Linked DNA regions of Mus musculus: region 1 is linked to region 2. A link is a contact called in public Hi-C data. All regions are on one chromosome and are shown on one strand. Each heading gives the region's core, a stretch centred on a gene start, on an enhancer-like site or on the middle of the called end of the contact. The rest is flanking DNA. Distances are from core to core; before and after follow the strand shown. Region 1 has its middle 52 kb from the start of Gm25702. Region 2 has its middle 260 kb from the start of Pvt1.

What was found. Hi-C and Micro-C count contacts between places; a contact is called where the count stands out from the background.
Region 1: a contact with region 2 is called in a Hi-C map of uterus, with 5 times the contacts expected there. The contact joins two enhancer-like sites. A contact is called at or near these places in 1 of 484 Hi-C or Micro-C datasets (uterus) and 2 of 115 datasets of contacts at active chromatin or transcription factors (the NIH/3T3 cell line and astrocytes).

Annotation. Positions count from the first base shown.
Region 1 is chr15:63,530,449-63,536,550 of GRCm38.p6, reverse strand. No RefSeq gene overlaps it. Among named protein-coding and RNA genes, the nearest start is that of Gm25702, 52 kb to the right of the region's middle. Within about 2 kb of position 3,715, at least 28 of the 459 cell types and tissues checked have an H3K27ac peak or open chromatin away from gene starts, as enhancers often do. A contact at or near this core is called in uterus, where this site is marked.
Region 2 is chr15:62,290,678-62,296,734 of GRCm38.p6, reverse strand. No RefSeq gene overlaps it. Among named protein-coding and RNA genes, the nearest start is that of Pvt1, 260 kb to the right of the region's middle. Within about 2 kb of position 1,259, at least 64 of the 459 cell types and tissues checked have an H3K27ac peak or open chromatin away from gene starts, as enhancers often do. A contact at or near this core is called in uterus, where this site is marked.

The sequences.
Region 1 (6,102 bases), core at 2,466-4,965, 1.2 Mb before region 2:
GCTGAGAGAACTAATGAACTATATTGTGCACAGCTCCCATATTCAATAATTGTTAGCTATCAACAGTGCTGCTTTACCCAATGTGATGGCTTTCAGAATAATGAAATGACTTTGCTTGCATGCTACATTGGGTGGGAAAGTGTACTCTGATTTTGAAATTATTGATTCTTAGCACAAAGCCACAAGTTGATACTCTGGTGGCACTGTGACATTAGACTCCATAGGCCCCACTTCTTCTCTGCTAGCGACTTTATGTCAGTTTCCATTTATGAGGGCATGAAAAAGTGACCAGAGTGCAAGAACACGAGAGTTAAGTCTACTTTGCCTTCAGTGTGTTGCTGTGCCTGTTAGTGGCAGTGACCCTTCATAGCAGCACCAAGTCACGGTTTCTAGCTCTTTCCAGGATTCTACTTTTCATTGTCAGAGGAAACCTGGGCATATCCTTCCTTAGAGGAGTGGAGTCCTGTTCTGAAGAACTCTTCCTGGAAGATTCCAAAGCATACTACCTTCCCTTCCTCACAAAGCCTTACCTCTTTAGAGTCACTTCTCAATGCCTTGTGTTTCAACAATCCTAAATTCTTGCCTTTGTCCAGCTCTAGGGTAGATTTTTTTTGGTCATATTTTTGTTGTATTATATGATGAGTCCTATGTGATTGCTTAAGTATATTTCACTTTATATTGAGACAAGACCTGCTATGAATTCTAGGTGGGATTTGTACTCATAATCCTCCCATTTCTGCTTCCTAAATGCTGGGATTATAGGTTAGACCCATTCAGTTAGACCTTAAATGCTAGGGTTATAGGTTATAATTATAGATTATGGGTCAGGCCACATTCAGTTCTGGAAACTCTAAAAGTAATTTCTCATATTAAGTTTTCTCTGTTAAAAATAACTAGTATGGGTGTGTTTCCCTAGCGACTTATATGGACAAAACTGCATACCTAGAAGGCATCCTTGAGGAGTTATGTTAGTCTGGCTGTAATCCATGACACCCTTCTCTGCCACCCTTCTTTCCTTACCAAGGTTGCTGTCTCTTTTACTGCTGAAATTTTTGCAGAGTTGATCATTTAAGTATATATATATATATATATATATATATATATATATATATATATCATTTCTGACAATTATAAAGCATTTTCTTGTATTAAAGGTGGGTAGAATGAGGTGACAATTCCTTGTGATGTTTCATGAGTTATGCTCATTACCAGCTTGCTTTTGCTTGGCTCCAGGATTACAGTAGATTGGTCTTAACTATTCTTAGTTCTCCCATCTATGAATTATATACTTATAGCTCACAAAACTCTTGCTGCTGTAACAAAATCCTTCCCTGAAGAAGAGATTCTTTAAAACAGAAAAGCCTAGTGCATTTGATTGAAGCACAGGTGAATATTAAATATTTCCAGGGGTCCTTGTATCATGCACTTGTCCTAAACTGAATGGAAAGAAACACTGTGATTGGCTATATCTTGGCTACAACACTGAGATTATAAAAGGATGCTTCATTAAAGCGAAGTCAGGATGGTATATTCAGGATAAAGAAGGCTTGATTCTGGGCAGGGCAAGATGTTTACTGTCAATGACTATTGGTTATACTATCCAAAGAATTTGAGTATCAGCCCTGTATCTTGGAGACTTTGCTTGCAAGATGGGATACTTTGCTCTGCAGGATTGGAACGGTCACACTAGGAACAACTCCTAAAGACAGCTCACTAGTACTTTTTTTCTCAGCAAGATTCTTGACTTCTAGTTTCCTTTCTGGCATATATTATAGAGATTGACTGACCATCAGTGTTGACTCTGACTTGAGTTTAAATCTTGGCTTTCATCTGTCCACTCTTGAGAGTTTGAGAAAGTTGTTTACTTTCTGTGTGTATCTGGCCAAGAATACCTTCCTTCATCAGTCTTTCTTCTACCATCTAACCGTCTTCATCAGGTTTTATAGTCACCTTTTTTTCCATTATAAAATACTGGAGTTTGAAGTTCTAAAATAGTGCCTGACATATTACAAGTCACTAGTGGGCATTGGTTGGTTATTATCACTCTCACCCCATGGCAGAGATGATTTCCAAAGAGCAGAACCACCATGCACTAGATTTATTGTACAAACGATGGACCAGATTTGTCTAAATCTTCCAAATTGTCTCCCATTGTTCCTCTTTCCTTTCAGGAATGAGTCAAGAGTATACGTTTAGGAGAGAAAAGAAGAAAGGGCACAGAGTCGGGAGGCTTAGAAGATGGAAGGTTCTGGAAGGAGTTGGGAGAGGGAAAAGTATGATCAGAATATATTGTATGCAAATTTCATTTTCAATTAAGAAAAAGAGAGTTCAAGGAGTTTAGGCTGAGGATGCTGGCACTTATATACCCTGAATCTCAACATGTGCAAGGCTGAGCCAGAAGGATCATGAGTTTGAATTCAGTATGTAGTACATAGTGAAAATTAGTCTCAAACTATCATAAACAAATAAGTAAATACTGATAAGTTATTCTCTACCAGTGAAACAAGCCAATTCAAGCCAAATTAAAATATATAAAGGCAGGTTTATTGGGAGGCAGATCTTGGGCAGATTTACTGGTCCCAAGGAACAAGGCCAGAGAAGTTGCCATGGGAAGGGAGACAGAAAGGAGGGGCAAGAGAAATCGAGAAAGAGCATGTACAAGCAGGGAGAGAGAGAAAATGCAGAGGCGTATGGGAGACCACAGTGTGTGGATTATATAAGGAGAAGCTTCTGGGAGAGGGGAAGCCCAGCCCCTGGACTGGAAGGAACTGTTAACAGGCAAAGGCACTGTGCTTAATTAAAAGATGGTTTTCACAGTATGCCAGACATGCTTGTAACATGTAGGGACTGAGGAATCCTGGGAGAACCTGGAGCCAGGTCCTCTTTGACATGTTAAATAGGCACTTCAGCATCCTTTCTGGGTCTGAAACCCAATATAGGGAAAGAAGGTAAGATCAGGAGTCAGGTATTCCTTGGACTCAATCCATATCAAAAACAGTACTAAAATAGTTGTTCTATCAAGTGTTTGGACATTGGCTCAAGCCACGAAGCAGAAACTTCTAGTTTTTGGTTGTATCAGGTGTTAGCCATTGACTTAGTGCGTCATGGGAATGTCAAGCCCTTCTGGTTTAGGGAGATAAGTAGATGTGCGCCTAGTGGGTTTGCACAGAACACAGAGACCTGAGGGCAGCAGCTTTGCTGCTCATATTCTCACTCCATATGCCTCATGGTTATTAATCTGGAGTGTTCATTTAATATGCCATCTCCAAGGGTCACTTATTCTTTTATTCCCCATGTATATATTTTACTTCAATCAGCATTAAATAGGTTATTATATGCAAGTACCAGTAAAAACAGTCTATTGTTAAAATAAGTCTCCCCCCCCCCCCATCCTCAGTGTGTTTCGACTTGGGCTTAAATCCTGTTTCCCTTGACATTCTTGCACCAGATGTCTTAGGTTTTACCTTAAACAGAAAAGAATTGCTCTTCAGTGGGGCAATTGAGTCTTCAGAAATAGGAGCTTATGTTCAGCTTATCAAATTTGGATCCAGCTCCTCCTCCATGATAATTAACATGCAATGATATTCCCGAGTCTTTTTCCCCTGGCAGGGTCCTGGCAGACTTTTCAAGGTTCAAGCTGGTTCTAAATAACACTAAGATAAATCTTTGCTTTTGTCACACTGTTGAGTCGCTAATAAAGAGAGCAGGCAGGCATTGTGGCGGGCTTTCTTTGGTCAGAGAGCCCTTAATGGTGTGTCAGGATTATATAATTCACCCTCCAAGAGCATCCAAAAGAGAGATAAATTGTTTGGTTGGGAGAAATTAACCGCGGATTGATCCTATCTGTTTTAATTTAACACAGGATGGCTTAGACTACTCCTAGGAGCAGATGGGCTATTGATCTGACAATAGGATAATCAGAGCATCAAAGCTGGGGTGGGAGAGCGAAGGGAGGGGCTTCCGAAGCGCTTGGGACTTTGCCAGAGTATTCCTCTTGGAACGAAAGCCATCTTTTAATTGGGCACGCGCCTTTGCCTGCTAACAGTCCTTATGATCAGTAAGAGCTCCCAAGGACTGGACCTGCATGGAGTTTTCCTGTAAAGAGCTTATGCTGGGCGTGCTGCTTGGCAGAGGGATGCAACTTGGCAGTGGAAGGGTGTAAACTGTGGGGGAAGGAAGGGAGCAAGGAGTTGGATACTGTGCTCTGGGAAGCCGCTGCTGAAAAAAGATGGAGACAGAGATAGCAGAGTTGGAATTAGAATCATCTGGTTAAACTCAGAGGCTACACAGTCTTCCTTTCTGCCTTTTTTTTTTCTTTAAATAAACATTCTATTTTCCTGCTACCAATTTGTTTTACTTCTGCCTAATTTACACATACTACACTTATCAATAATCTTCTCCCTGATCTCAAGGGTGAGGTTTCTTTGGGAGCCAGGTAAAGGTGTATATGGAAGCTGAGTGTCTCCAGGGTGTTAGGGTTGGGGCCATGCCCTTCTTTTGTACCTGCAGTTTTGCTTGTGAGTTAGGTGTCTCCTCTGGCTCGTGGACACTCAGTTAAAAGCTCATGGCCCCAGATGCTCCCAGATGGGTCAGGCAGAGTTCTTGGGATGCTATGGTGACTACTAGGTCAGGATGCCCTGACACATAACCCAGTTGAAGACCCAGCCAAGGCCAAGTATCAAAGGGCAAATGCAGTCCAGGGGGTCAGGGAAAGGGCAAATAAGTCTTGTGAGGGACACTTGGGACTTTGACAAGCTGAGTCTGCCTGACTTTGAGAAGAGCCTGCGTCATTCATGTCAAGGGTCCTCTTTGGGGATGAAGTAGTAGTAGTGGCTGACCATGGAGAATCCTAGTTTGCCCTGGGGTTTGGTCCATTAGTAAAGCTCTGAGGGGTGTCCAATGCAGCAGGAATGTGCAGATCTCTCTCTCTCTCTCTCTCTCTCTCTCTCTCTCTCAATCTCTCTCTCTCTTTCTCTCTCTCTCTAGGTGACAGCAAGTCTTAAAAAACAAACTTGAACTGCTCTTGGTAAGGGCAATAAACGGCAACAGTGACATGTACTTAGGTCTTTTAGTTGGGGACAAGGGGAAATGGTGGTGTAGTTTCTCCCTACTCTCTTCTACCTCTCCTGCTGTCCTACCTTTCACCCTTCCAATCTCAGATTTCCAGTGATCCTCCTTATGATTTAGAGCTAGAAAGGCCTTATGTCTCATCAGGATACCCACCAACATCTCCTAAGTGCTCTCTCCACCATGGGAACCTGGAGAGACTGATAACCATATATCAGGTCACATCTATCTGGAGAGAATTTCCTAACTGTGCTGGCAACAACCACACCCACCCTACTATTGCTGAAAACATCTTGGATGTATGAGGAGAGGCAGAGGGCAGAGAAGCCTTTAAGAGAAAGGAAATCATTTATTATTCATTCAACTGGAGGATCTATTACTATAAACTTCTAGGCTCTGTGGAGTTGGTAGTGATTCTGCTGAGTTTGCATCCCAGAAAAGTGAGAGCAGCTACAAGAATCCATTTGAGATATTGTGTGCTAGGAAGATTTATTTTTTTCAGTTTTTGGTTTCTTAAATGTTTTTAACTGAGATAAACTACATTACCTTTTCCCTTCATTTTTTTTCCCACCTGCCCCTACCAGATACCCTCCTTTGAACCTCTCCACATCACCCAACTCAGGTTGATTGGTTCTTTTATTATTCTCATATACATACATATTTATGTGTGTGTATATTCATAAATACATTTAAATACAATCCACAAAGCCCATTTTTGTTGTTTGTGTGTATATGGCCTTAGGGATGACTGCTCTGTGTCAGACAACCAATAAGGGAGCTTGTCCCTAGAAGAGGCTAATTAGTTCCTTGTATTCCTTTGTCTAGGGGTGTGATTCTGCAAAAAAATTTCCTTCCCCTGTTATGATTTCCACTGATATTACTACTGTTCCTTTCTTCTTTATGCAGCTATTTCTAGGAGAGACTATTTTACAGCAGACTTCCTGGTATTCTGGCTCTAACAGTCTTCTGTAATGTTCCATGAACACTGGAGCTGTGATGTAGCTTTACCCATTCGGACTGAGTTCTTCACCATTA
Region 2 (6,057 bases), core at 10-2,509:
CAATTGCATAAACTATATTGGACTTCCATTTCTTAGGGAAGTAAGCCAAGGCAAAAGTGGGAGACAGAAAAAATAAAAAGAGTCCAAGATGGAGTGGAACAGGCATGATTCCTACCACTGTTCTGTTCCCTCCTAGTACCCATTCTGGTTTTTAGTTCTACCTTAGTTCCTTCATGATTACAATTTCACTACCTCTATGCACTCTATGAGGGTGAGTTCAGTGATGTTTTCATAGCTAGATCATCATAGCTTGGCCCTGTGTCAGTTACATAGAGGATGAGCAATAAACACCAGGTAGGAGGAATTTAATATTAAACAAAGTGAAAGGTGTTTATAAGTTCACATAGAGAAAGAGCTTGGAAATGGAGGAATGTTTATTTTTTTATTCTGAGCTTTGAAAATAGAGGCCATAGGGTCTCCTAGACCTATATTCCCCAGCTAAGAATTAATAATATTACACCCACAAAATACATCCAAGGAGATAAAGCCACTAACCCTCAGACTTGACAAATTGAGTTTGATCCTCAGGACCCACAGGGTGGAAGGAAAGAACCAACTTCTACAAGTTGTACTCTAATCTTCACAACTATGCCATGGCATATTGTACAGGTACACACACACACACACACACACACACACACACACACCATGCATGCACACACAAATAAGTGTAATTTAAAAATTATTTTTAAAGCAGTGATATCAATCTATGAAGATAAATGAGACGAGGTGTATAATAATGATGTCAACTGTCATTTATTGATTCCTGCGGCCTATGCCAGGCCTGTTGTGCATACTAACTCTAATTTTCTAAATGGTGCTAGAAACTTTCTATTATCCCCATTTGAAGATGAAATAGCGAAGGCTCAGCAAGTCCTTAATAACTGCCACTTAAATCCAGCTCATCCATAAGGAGGTGGCACTGTAAAGGCTGGATGGCAAGGATGCAAGGCAGAAGGTTACCCTAATCTGAGTTCGCCAGGGTCCAGGCAGCTACGCCTATAGCAGGCTACAGAGTCAGAGTTTGAAGTGAGAAAAATCGAATGGGCTGACACACTTTACCAAAGACTCAAGTTCCAAGTAGGGTAGAAAGCCATCTGGCACCCCTGCTGCTCACAGCACAGCCACCTGGGTGCCCTTCTTTCTTCCTTTCCTCTCCTCCCTGCACCTAAAACAAACCTGTCCTGCAGGGAGCGAGAGCCAGAGCAAAGAAGCTGGGCTCCTCCCCCTTGCTTTGGGAGCAGAAGAGAAGACAGGAGGAAATTGTGCCAAAGGTCATGGTGTTCTGGTCAGCGTGTTCCAGCTTTGAAACTCTGAGAGCTGCCAGGGTCCAGGCAAGAAAAAAAAAAATGCTGCAGGCTGATCCACCTGCCAGCTCCGAAAAGCTCCAGCTGGGCTGCAGCCTCCATGGCAACTGCACCCAGCAAGCAAGGTTAAGATCCCCAGAGATTTCATTCCAGCCCCAGCAGCAGCACGGGAACCTGTGACTGCAGGAATGGCTAAGCTAGAAAGTACACAGGTCTTCAGAGTTGTGCCTGCAGACATTGCTGTCTTTGTCTCCCAAACCCTGCCTTATATATATCCTCGTTCCCAAAGTCCCCCAAAGGATAATAATCGTTTCTTCACTCCTGGGCTTTCTTTTTCCCATACTTTGCTTAGTGCTGAATCCTCCCATCTAATGTTGATATTCACTTTCTGAGAACCTGACACAGGGCCAAACTGTGACTGATTGTGGAACCACTATTCTCCTTGTAAAGTACACAGCTCGAGAGAGAAACTAGGCACTGAGTAGGCAAACTAAGATAGAACTAAAAATAGATTAGGTTCTTTGAGGACTCTATAGAAGAGGAAAGCAAACAGGAGTCCTATCAAGGTTTCTTTGGGTAGAAAACTCTGAGGTGAAGGACTGAAGAGTCAGCAGGAAGCTGCCATGTGGGGCCAGTAGTTGGGGGTAAGGGTTGTTAGCAAAGATGGAGAGATGGAGAACAAAGGTCCTGGGACAGGAAAAAAAAGAGGAGAAAATGTAAGGATCTGAAGCAGTGAAGAAGTATGATGCATGAGCAGGTGTTACCAACACAACCGGAGGGCGTTGAAAATACTCCTGATGTCTGGATGTCCCAGTTTCCCATCAAAAGATTATGAAAAGTTCTGAAGAGGTCTCTCAGTTGAAGGGATGCAGTAGCAACCTGAACCAGAAGAAGAAGAAGAAGAAGAAGAAGAAGAAGAAGAAGAAGAAGAAGAAGAAGAAGAAGAGGAGGAGGAGGAGGAGGAGGAGGAGGAGGAGGAGGAGGAGGAGGAGGAGGAGGAGGAGGAGGAGGAGGAGGAGGAGGAGGAGTAATAGTATGAAAATCAGTATGGGTATATCCTCTGCATGAAGCTAGTCCTGCACAAAATGTTGTCAGTGGTGGTCCTGACCCCACCTCCACCCCTAAAAAAAAAATGCTTAATGTGACTGATGTTTTCATTATCACTACAGCATCACCTTTCTGGCTCTAACTTCATCTTCTGTTGGTTTTCCCCAAAAAAATGGCAGACAAAATGGGATTGACGTACACAGCCCTAAGAACCCTAAAGGATGTCTTATAGAAGAATCCACACTGAAGACCTAGGGTGACACAGACTCAAATCTACCTCATGACTTAGGCTTAGGTTTGCAGGTGACCAGCCTTGCTAGGACTCATTTTTCTGTTCTGCAGAGTGAGGGTGATGATCCCTATATCTTAGTGCAGTGGCCAAATCTTAACACGACTCAGGAAAAGTCCCTGCACACAGCATGCATGAAAGGAAAGAGCAAGGCTCTTTCCATGAAAAAAGACTGGACCCTAAGCTTCAGATAGTCTCACCACACCTCCCCAGACTCCTTATGTGTCCCAAGACACATCTGGTAGACCAGATTTGGGCCATTAATGCATAATAATTCAGCAAGCTTCCAAGATCTAACAGATGTTGAATCTAGGCCCAACTCCCATCACTGGCCACCCTGGACAAATGATTCCTCTGGTGTTCCATAGGCAGTCTACATGACAGAAATATCACATTAGCTAGCCTTATGCCAATGAAAATCACATAGCTCCTGCATCGTGTTGCCTTGAGGCATGGACTGACAGGACTCCATGGCTTATCACAGAATAATGCTCAGAGTAATCCTGTGCCTCGGTTATCTATCTGCAAAATGGGAATAACCATGATCTCTGTTTCCTTGCATAGTTTTGTTGAACAAATGTCAATGGCCACTTCATGCTTGGTGTGGTGCCAGGCACATGCTTATACTGTAATGAATGTAAGCTGCCGTTCATATAATAATCTCTAGCTACAACATTGGTGATGTTTGTAGGAGCACCTCACTACTCTCTGTCTTCTCTACACCTGCATGAAGCACCCCAACAGTGTCCAAGGGCACCTGTTAACTCCATATACCCTTTCAATGTTTAATGATGGCATCTCACCCCACTCAGAGAATAGTTCACTCATGGACTCAGACAATTTCTTTTAGTGAAAAAAGCATCTGGCTCTGTAGTTTTGGAAAACCAAACCCAAGTGCTACAACATACACTCCTTCAAAATAAGACAGGCCCCAGACAAGGCCATGGCCCTGGCTTCTGGGAACTGGGAGGAAGATGGAATTTCTGGTGAATCATAACTGCATGCCTTACCCTACGTTGTCAGTCAAGGTCTATCCTCCTCTGGTCAAGCCCTGAAGGTCACATGTTCCTCTCTTTGAAGCCAAGAGATTGTCTTACTTCCCATAACACTACTACGGCAGCCTTCATCACTACCCCAAGTATTTTAATTCCTGTAACAAGGAGCCACATTCCACAAACTCTCAGAGAACATTACCCGGGCCCTAAGTCAGCCACCACTGTGCCCTACTCAGATAAGCCTTTCACCCCTCCAAGACAGAGGCTTCTCTTTGGTCTATCCTTTTATTCAACAGCCATTTCTCAAGTAGTGTGCCAGACATAGGACACACACATCAAGGAAGATACCACCTGTTTTCTGTGCCAAAGCAGACTACAAATAGAACACACCATTACAATCTATCAAAGGCAGAGACAAAGGGGTCAGGGAACAGTGTTGTAGAAACCTAGACAAGTACATAACGGATCTTAGCTCTCGGTGGCCCATTCAGAAAGTTGGAGAAGAGATAATTACATCAAGATGAAAATCGGCCATTTCTCAGTGCCACACATCTCACAAACAAGTATTGAGACACCATTTCTTAATCTATCACATTCTCTGGAAGCTTCTGTCTTGCATCTCAGCTTTCAGTATGCAATTCCATCCCTGCACGTTTTATGATCTGACTCTGAAATCAGACTAGCATCTCAATGCAGGCAAAGCTGAGGCCGTCCCGCTCTCTGTCATAATTGCAGTACACAATAGTAGCGAGCACACCACCAATATTTATCCGTTCACAAAATGTCATTTGGTAGCCCTGCACTGTGAAGTCCCGTGCTAGGCAATAGTGATGCAAGTGCTACTTGGACATGTGTGAGAAGCCAGTCAACAACACACAATGGCATAAATAAATAAATAAATAAATAAATAAATAAATCTAGCTGAGTGATTAGAACCGTAGGTGTTAGGTAGAATGGCATGCTCAACTTGGTTCAATTAAAGTCAGCCAGCAAATATTAATTGTACCTTCTAGGTGAAAGGAAATTTCATGTACAAGAGAGAATACAAAATTAATCAAATGAAAATAAGCCCTTATGCTTAACATTTTAACCTAGGAAGGCATGCACATACAACAATCTGAATAAATTAGAGGCTATGACTATTCAGGAGGAGACCCATCAAGAAAGACTTTGAAAGGTACTTAGAAAGCACCTAGAATAAAGCCCTTCTGTGTGTGTTAAGACGAATGGGAAGGAAGAAATCATTCCAGGAAAAGAAAGTATCACCAGGAAGATGGAAAATAGCTTGCTCTTTGCTGAGAGCCCACTCGAACAGTCATCTAAAAGACAGTGCTGAGGAGTGGACAGAGCCAGAAAGCTAGCCAGCTCTTCCAGGAACACCCTTCATCCACAGCTCTGAATTATTGTGGATCCAGCCTTGCCGCTGGCCATGTTAACATATTTGGCCCTTTTGCTTCAGCAAAAGTGTGAAGGAGGGAATGGCTCAATAGGTAAGGTGCCCCAAACCCAAATCAAAAGGCTGAGTAGAGTAGCACCCATTTCCATTCTCAAGACTAGAGGTGGGAAAGTCAGGTAGATCCTTGGGGCTTACTGGCCAAGGTCACCCTCCTGGGAGAGTTCAAAGTAAGAGAAAAAGACCATGTCTTTTTTTTTTCTTTTTAAGGTAGATGGGAGCATAATACATGTTTCTAACCTTCCTGTATATGTGCACGAAAGTTTATGTGTACGTGTATATGCACAAGGCACCCATACATACAAGAACATGAACATACACACTAACTTCCCCATTCAAAACTATGCCTTGAGACCACATATGGGCAGTGAGGCAGAAGACACACACAAGTTCTGTTTTATTCCTTAGAGAAACCACCACTAAACATTCTAATAGTTGTGATAAGATTTCAGTCAGGGCTGCTCATCTTAAGCTTCAGTGTCAGGAATGGACAAGAGCAGCCATTCTAAAAAAATGAATAGCCTTGTAGTAATGACCATTCCAGTTGTGGCCATTTGCCTCCAAGACATGCAGAACCTTTCTCTGAATAGATAGTCAGACATTAGAAAACAGAGGCCTTTCTTTCCCAGCCACTATTGTTAACCGGGGACAAAGCAAAATTGAAACTATCTGTGGCAGTCTTCTCCCAAAGAAGTGTTGATGTGTGGCATGGTGCCGGCATGCAAGCGAAGCCCAGGTGCATGAAGGGTGGAGAAAGAACATGCAACATACTTTACCTCTTAGCACGTGGTCATTTGTAAAAGCTGAGTAGCTGAAAGCCTGGTAGACAAGCTAATTTTTAGAGAGAGAATCACTTTTGATCCCAAAGTCTTATTCTTAGTAGGGATCTGTTCCAATCACTTACCTGATGCTCCAATTAGTCTGTCCTTTATGTGTGCCTTTCTCATAATGAGTTTCATTCCCCAG